Regions from separate parts of the Mus musculus genome. Here region 2 is linked to region 1. The links are chromatin contacts, called in public Hi-C maps. All regions are on one chromosome and are shown on one strand. Each heading gives the region's core, a stretch centred on a gene start, on an enhancer-like site or on the middle of the called end of the contact. The rest is flanking DNA. Distances are from core to core; before and after follow the strand shown.

What was found. Hi-C and Micro-C count contacts between places; a contact is called where the count stands out from the background.
Region 2: a Hi-C map of embryonic stem cells shows a contact between it and region 1, with 4 times the contacts expected there. The contact joins the enhancer-like site here to the promoter of Ece1 in region 1. A contact is called at or near these places in 3 of 39 promoter capture datasets (embryonic stem cells, hippocampal neurons and pre-B cells), 3 of 484 Hi-C or Micro-C datasets (all in embryonic stem cells) and 2 of 9 other capture datasets (embryonic stem cells and pancreatic islet).

The regions. Positions count from the first base shown.
Region 1 is chr4:137,860,658-137,864,359 of GRCm38.p6, forward strand. It overlaps Ece1 (endothelin converting enzyme 1), which reads left to right and starts at 1,623. Exons shown (of 19, transcript NM_001369179.1): 1 at 1,623-1,724.
Region 2 is chr4:138,416,504-138,420,295 of GRCm38.p6, forward strand. No RefSeq gene overlaps it. Among named protein-coding and RNA genes, the nearest start is that of Mul1, 16 kb to the right of the region's middle. Within about 2 kb of position 2,043, at least 10 of the 459 cell types and tissues checked have an H3K27ac peak or open chromatin away from gene starts, as enhancers often do. A contact at or near this core is called in embryonic stem cells, where this site is marked.

The DNA.
Region 1 (3,702 bases), core at 373-2,872:
ATCCCTTATACGTTAGTTTCTTTTCTTGGCATCATATAAATATAGGGAATGACCAAAGTCAAATAGGTGGGGCTTGGTGGGCACACCTGTAACCTCAAGCACTCCAGAGGCAGAGGTAGGATTGGGGTAGTGTGGGCTAGGTTATTGAGACCCATCTCTGTTTGGGTAGTGTGGGCCAGGTTATTGAGACCCATCTCTGTTTGTTTTTTGTGTTGGTTGGTTGGTTTGTCGAGACAGGGTTTCTCTGTGTAGCCCTGGCTGTCCTAGAACTTGCTCTGTACGCCAGGCTGTCCTCGAACTCAAGAGATCCTCCTGCTTCTGCTGCCTGATTAAAGGCGTGCGCCACCACCACTGTCTGGCAGTTTGTTTGTTTGTTTGTTTACCTACATGTATGTGTTTGTCTGGGGTGCAGTATGTGCACATGTGAATGCAGATGTTTGTAGACGCCAGCATAGGGCATTGGGTCCCTTGCAGCTGGAGTTACAGGTAGTTGTGAGCCAAATGATACCGGTGCTGGGATCCCCCCCCCGATTCCCCCCCCCATCACACCTGTGCAAAAGCAATACATGTTCTTAACCATTTGGCCATCTCTCCAGCCCCAAGACCTATCTTAAAAAACAAAAAACAAACCAGCCACACATTTACCACACAGGACACACTGACCTCTCTACTCACAAACTGAGCCACCTACAACGCTGTGGTAAATCTCTGCCGTGTGTGTGTGTGTGTGTGTGTGTGTGTGTGTGTGTGTGTGTGTGTGTGTCTCAAGCTGCATGCTCGAACACACATGTACACCAAACGGGATTCACTCACCGGCTACTCTTTCACAACAGGGGCACAAAGCCTCTTTCTACTACACCCACATGCGTGCCCAACAGGTCACAAATGCACGGCTCACCCAGTACGTACAGTTTCCTGGTCTTTCTTCCTCTGCACCTGCGCAGCGGGCATAAAGAGAAAGTTTCTCTACTGGAGGTCTAAGTGCCCCCGCCTACTGGGCCTTCATTCCATTCCATTTCTCTTTCCTTCTCCCCTCTCTGAATCGCGCGCCTGCGCTGGTGTACACACACACACACACACACACACACACACACACACACACACTAACAATCCCCAAATATAGTCTTCTATCTTTCCACATAAACACACAGGCATTCGAAACTCATCCCTTCCCCCCCTTTCTGTCTTCTCCTCTCTGCCCTTCTTCCTTCTTGCACACAAACACACCCCACAGCTGCAGTGCCCAGGGTCATACTACAGTGCAGGCACCAGGCAGGAGACAAAGGTCGCCTAGGCTCCCAGAACCCCAACTGGGCGCAGGTGGACCTGACACCGGCTCCGTCTGTCCCTCGAGAGGGTCCCGGCGAGGTGTAGATTAGGCACGCCAAGCTGGAGGTTCGGGCCCGCACCCCTGGACCCACCGGTATCCGGGGCAGCTAGAGTATCCAGCGCTCCAGCATGCCAAGGGTTAAGGAGCCCGCGGAGGTGTGGGGGGGAGTCTAACCGACGCTTCTGATTGGCTGTTTCTTCGGGGCCCGCAGCCCCCGCACTTCTGTATTGGTTCGCGGCGGGCCCCGCCCTCTGGCCTGGGCGCCCCAGCCTCGCGCGCCGCCCCGGCAGCTAGCCCTGAGGTTCGAGCGTAGAGCTCAGCCCAGCGCACTTGGAGCTGGAGCCTTAGCGGGAGGTGCATCCTAAGCCCGGCCGTTCGGAGCCCGGGAGCGACGGTGAGTACTCCCGCAGCCCGCTGTGGCTCCATGCAACCCCGACGGTCCCGACAGCGGGGCGGCGATGGCATCCTGGCTGGTTCCTGGCGAGCTGGGCGTCCCCTTTAGCTGAGGCCCGCGTCCCGCTGTTCACTGGCTTGGACCCGGACAGGAGTTGTGGGGGGTGTCCGGTTCGCGTGGACCTTGGTTCTGGGCTGCTGGGCTGCTCCTGGCGTGGAAGACTCGGGGTCGCGTGCTGGATTTTGGGGAAGAGTTGGTGAGATAGGTTTGGGGTGTGCAAGTCCCTGAGCTGAGCTTGGCTTGGCTTGACTTGGAGACCGTGGGCAGCTAGGCCAGGTCGATTCAGAGACGTCAAGGTTCAGCTGGACTTGAGCTCACACCCCGCATAGTCCGAGTGGCTTTGGGATTCGAGAACATCGTGGGAGACTAGGGCACTTTTCTCCTACACTGATCCTGCAGTGGCTGCCTGGCTCATGGGAAGGGGAGAGATAGCTCAGAGAGGAGGGGATAGTCTGAGGTTCTGAGGGTTATCTGGTGTTCCCAGCATCTCCCAGTAATGAATCCTCAGAGGAGGGCCCAAGTGCTGACTCCCGTGGTCCAAAGCACCACGGTAAAGGGGTCCTTGAGGAAGAGGGCTTCTTTGGGGGCTCAAGCCTCAAGCCTGATATCCATCTAATCCAGATCTGGCTGCTTTTGAGAGCTTCGGAGTGATGAGTTGACTCTCTGGCCTAGAGCCAAGGCCTCCGGTTACCTCTCCATCTCACCCAGGGCCATTTGCTTCTTCTCTCCCTGTGGACCTCTGATTGCCTCTCCTAGAGCCGAGCTCTTGGCGTGTGTACTGGACCCAGGACACCCTGTGTGGCCTGAGGAGATCTGCCTGGGTTCTCTGCCTTTTGGTCCTAGAGACTTGCCTACATCTGTGATGTCCCTTCCATGCCTGAGGGGTTCGCTGAGAAACAGAGGGGCATCATGGAGAGAGCTGAAGATGCTCCAGAGACAGCCTCAGGACCAACCCGTGCCTGGTCAGAAATTAAGTCTCCCTTAGACAGCCCTTTTCTCTCTTACCCACTGGCGTCTTTCCCCTGAGACATCATTGGTCTCTCTGGAGACCGATGACTTAATTCTCCCGCCCCCCCAAGGTGCCCAGAGATCATCTTGGACCCGACTTACCTCCCCCATTAAGAATCTCCCAAGAGCTGGACAGTGGTGGCGCTCACCTTTAATCCCAGCACTTATGAGGCAGAGGCAGGAGGATTTCTGAGTTCGAGGCCAGCCTGGTCTGCAGAGTGAGTTCCAAGACAGCCAGGCCTATACAGAGAAACCCTGTCGCGAACTCATGTCTAGTTTCATGGCCGGGGAATGTGTCACCTGTGGGCCAGCTGTTGCTTTAAAGCTTGAGGATGTGGGAGAGCTATAAAAGAGGGAGAGACTTTGAGGTCATACGTCCTCTCTTTAGACCCACCCTGGCCTGAGCCACTCGCAAAGAGGACCGTTTCCTCCTTACAAAGCACCAGAAAGTCTGGTGTGGTCCTGCATGTTCTGATTGCAGGGTTTTGGGGGGCTGAGGCAGGCAGATCTTGGTTCAAGGGCAGCCTGAGCTGGAATAAACCAACTAATTAACAACCCACCCTGCCCTGGGAACATTTAAAAAATTATCTTTTTAATTTGTGTGAGTGTTTGGCTTGCATGTGTGCCTGGTACCTGTGGAGGGCAGATGAGAGTGTTGGATCTCCTGTAGCTCGAATACTAGATCGTTGGTGCTTAGGACTGGTTCCAGGGCTCCTCTGTAAGAGCAACAACTGCTCTTAACTGGCTGAGCTATCTCTGACCTGAAAAGCTTCCTAGCCCATCAGAAAGACTTTAGACTTTGGTCCCAAATAGATTTGGGTTCTAATTCTAGCTCCTCCTGTTCCCCACAGGGACTTTGGTAAAGTTGTGTTATAACCCCGCTGTGCGCTGTCTCCATCAAGAGATGATA
Region 2 (3,792 bases), core at 793-3,292, 560 kb after region 1:
CCCTGGGAAGTCTGCAGAGCCTAGCCAATTGTAGAATCAGTCAGACCCCTAGAGATAGAGCTAACCAAGGTAAAAGGGCACACGCCCCTCCCTGGAATTTCCATGACAATAAAAGCCAGGGCGTGCAAGTCCACTAGAGGTCTCCATTCCCAAGTGGGTAGACTCCTGCATGCTGGGAAGCCAGCTGAATAAATGCTCTCTGCTTTTGCATGCTGTGTGAATCTGGGGTATTCTTCTTCTTCGATTCCTGGAACCTAACACTGAGACCAGCTTTGGGGAGACAATCAGTTTTACTTTAAATCAAAGTGTATATAGTTTTGGAGATAGCAGTAGGGCTAAGAGGGTGGGCAAAGGCCATTGGCTGAAGACTAAAGCCCTCAGATACCTCGTTCGCATGGGGAGGCAGTCCAGAAATCTCAGGTGATAGCTGAAGAAGTTGTTAACGGGAAGAAAGGAAGCTGAACCTGTAGTCTAACCAAGGTTACGTGACATCTCACAGGTAGAGGATGTGGGGTCTGGGGTCTCCCTTGGCTGAAAAGAGGAGGCTTTGCTGACAAATGGAGACTGCCATTTTGCCCTGAGCTATCTGGACAGTGGTAGGCTTTGACCTTAGTTAGCGGACAACTCCTCAGGTGGCCATGCTTATGACCTTCTCCCTCCTTGCTTCTTTGTCGGTCCACCCCCTGTCCCTGCCACCCCTCCCCCACTTGACCCAGGTCTCACCCTGTAGCCCAGGCTGTCTCACATTTTCTGTAATCCTCCTGTTTTAGCCTTCTGATAGAAACTACTGGTATGTAATACCATACCTGGCTCTGCACAGTTGTGTTCTTTTAAAAAAGATGTATCATCTTGTTATTTGTGTGTGTGTCTGTCTGTCTGTGTGTGTGTGTGTGTATAGACTGTATGTGTGTGTGTGGTGCCTGCAGAGACTAATAGCAAGTGTCTTCCTTAGTTTTTCTACCTTACTTTATTTATTTATTTATTTATTTATTTATTTATTTAGTTAGTTAGTTAGTTAGTTAGTTAGTTAGTTAGTTTTTTTTTTTTTTGAGACAGGGTTTCTCTGTATAGCCCTGGCTGTCCTGGAACTCACTTTGAAGACCAGACTGGCCTTGAACTCAGAAATCCGCCTGCCTCTGCCTCCCAAGTGCTGGGATTAAAGGCATGCGCCACCACCACCCGGCTCTACCTTACTTCTTGAGACAGAGTCTCTCACTGTGCCTGATGCTCACTGACTGCTGTGTTCCGGGGTTCCACTTTCCACTTCTCCCTACCTTCTCAGTGCTTGCCCTAGTTAGGGATTTACTGCTGTGAACAGGCATCGTGACCAAGGCAACTCTTATAAAGGACAACATTTAGTTGGGTCTGACTTACAGATTTCAGAGGTTCGGTTCATTATCATCAAAGTGGGAACATGGCAGCATCCAGGCAGGTATGGTGCCGGGGGGAGCTGAGAGTTCTACATCTTCATCTTTATAAAGGAAGCCAAGGAGCAGACTGTCACTTCTGCACTGGGCAGAGCTTCAAAGCCCACTCTCACAGTGATACACTTCCTCCAACGAGGCCACACCCACTCCAACAAGGCCACACCTCCTAATAGTGCCACTCCCTGGATGCATATATAGATGCATACCAACATAGCTGGCTTTCGCATGGGTGCTGGGGATCTGAACTCAGGTAGTCATGCTTGTGGGCTGGTTCTTTCCTAAGTTATCTCCCTAACCTGAGGTGAGGGTAGGATCCAGTTCCCTAGGGACAAGGTCTTTCTATGTAGTTCTGGCTCTCCTAGAACTCTCTCTGCCTTTTCTTCCTGAGTGCTTGGGATTAAAGAAAGGCTTGTGTCACCACTGCCTGGCTCAGCCGTGTTCTTGATGGCAGAGTATAGGTTTTGTCTGTCCCCCTTATCTATGCCTTCGGGTGGTCCACACTAGCTGTGCAGTGAATATGGGTTTGGAATGAGCATCTAGCTCTCGGGCTGAGCTCTTTATACACCAGCCCCAGACACAGCAGCTGGTCGCTTGAAGCACCTGCCACCTGCTGTATGCTGGGCGGAGTCCACAGTGCACAGAGTAGCTTCCCAGAGGGCTTTGGGCTGCCCTTCAGCCTGGACTGGCTTTGGGAATAGCTTGGTTCACGTACTACTCAGTGAGCTTTGGTTTAATTCCTTGATGTGTATTGAATTCTCAGCGGAAGGCACGGTCCCGCCCCTCCACTCCAGGAGATGTCTAGAAAGAGCCTCCTTTCCCTCAGATTTGAACCAGAGATGTGTGTGTGTTCAGTCTGGAAAACATGGTATTTGTTGCCATAGCAACTGAACTTCTAAAACCATGGATGTCAAGTACCATGTGGATGCTGGTGCTCATAGCAACTGCCATTCTGCATTTGGGGGGCGGGGGGGGGAGGAGGAGAGAGTATGCCTTGCAGTCTTTCTGCCTGTGAGTTCGGCAGGGGAGAGAAGGGTGAGGTGGGCAGTCAGGATTCCTTCTAGAACAGGTACGACAGGGGTATTTTAGAAATAATGAGGTTCAAGGCTGGACCCCAGTGCAAAAGGAACTCTCAAGTTCACATGTCAGAGCTCCATACCCTTCCCCCAAGGTAGGAATCTGTTCCCCACCCCTCTCACCTCTGATACTGCTCAGATCTCTGGATGTTTGCAGAGATCCAGCAGAGACACACATGGGCATAGACAAATTGATAGGCAGACATAAGCGCCTGTGGGCCAAAGCTCTAACAAATGTAGCCATCACCATTCACCAGTCTTCCTGTTTATCACATCCTTGCTCCATGTGTATAAACATAATACTGAGTGCCTACTATGTGCCTGCACTCGGGCCTCAGGAGCAGAGTAGACACGATTTGCTTCAGGGTGAGCTCCATGCTCTCCAGCCCGGAGTCTTAGCAGATGATAAACAAACGAGTAGGTTGCACTGAAGGCTGAAAGAGTGGGGCGGGATCCGAGTATCTCGGGAAGGAAGGGGGTGATTAACTGGGGAGAAGCTGCTGGCAGGCGGCGGGAACCGAACCAAAGAATTCAGCCTCGGTCTAGTTTCTTTCGAGGAAAAGGTGGACCAAACCGTATTCATCCCCTGCAGTTGGAAAAGAGTCTCCATGAAGTCTCTCCAATGCATCGGGGACGGAGGCTTCTTCTGCTGCGCTGTTGCTGAAGTCAGGCTGTGTCTTGGGATCAGTATCTGCGCTTAATCAGGTGTTTCCCATCTCCAGCTGCACTCATTAGCAGTGTCACCTTTGAATCAGGAACAGCGGTGACTTCCCCTCTTCCTCCCAGACCTCAGAGCCTCCCATTTGCCTTTTACACCCCTGCCCATGTTTCCCTGAAGAAGTGTGGCCTTCCCCACCAAAGACAGGCTGTGGATCCAGTTAGAGGGACCCTGAGGGGTGGCGCCTGCCTTTGGTGATGTGTATGGATTCCGGAGCCACCATTTCCCAGCCATGGGGTCCTCTCTGAGCCCCAGCATCCTCATCTACAGGATTGTCATGCCACTTGCCTGCTGGGTAGGTTGCTCTTCAGTTCATCCAGTCACCAAGTGCACACTGAGCACCTACTATGTGCCAGGCGGGAGTCAAGAGTTGAGGATGTGACAGGGGGACAAAAAGTACGATCTGGTGGTCTCGATGCACTCACATCACCAGGGATAACCACTCGTTATCATCATTTGGATCTACAGCTTGCATGGTCATTGGTGCTCTGGAGACAGCTAAACAAGGACAGGGTGGGGAGAGCCAGCGTGGGTGCTGGTAGCCGAGGCCGGGTCCCTTTGGGAGCAATAACCA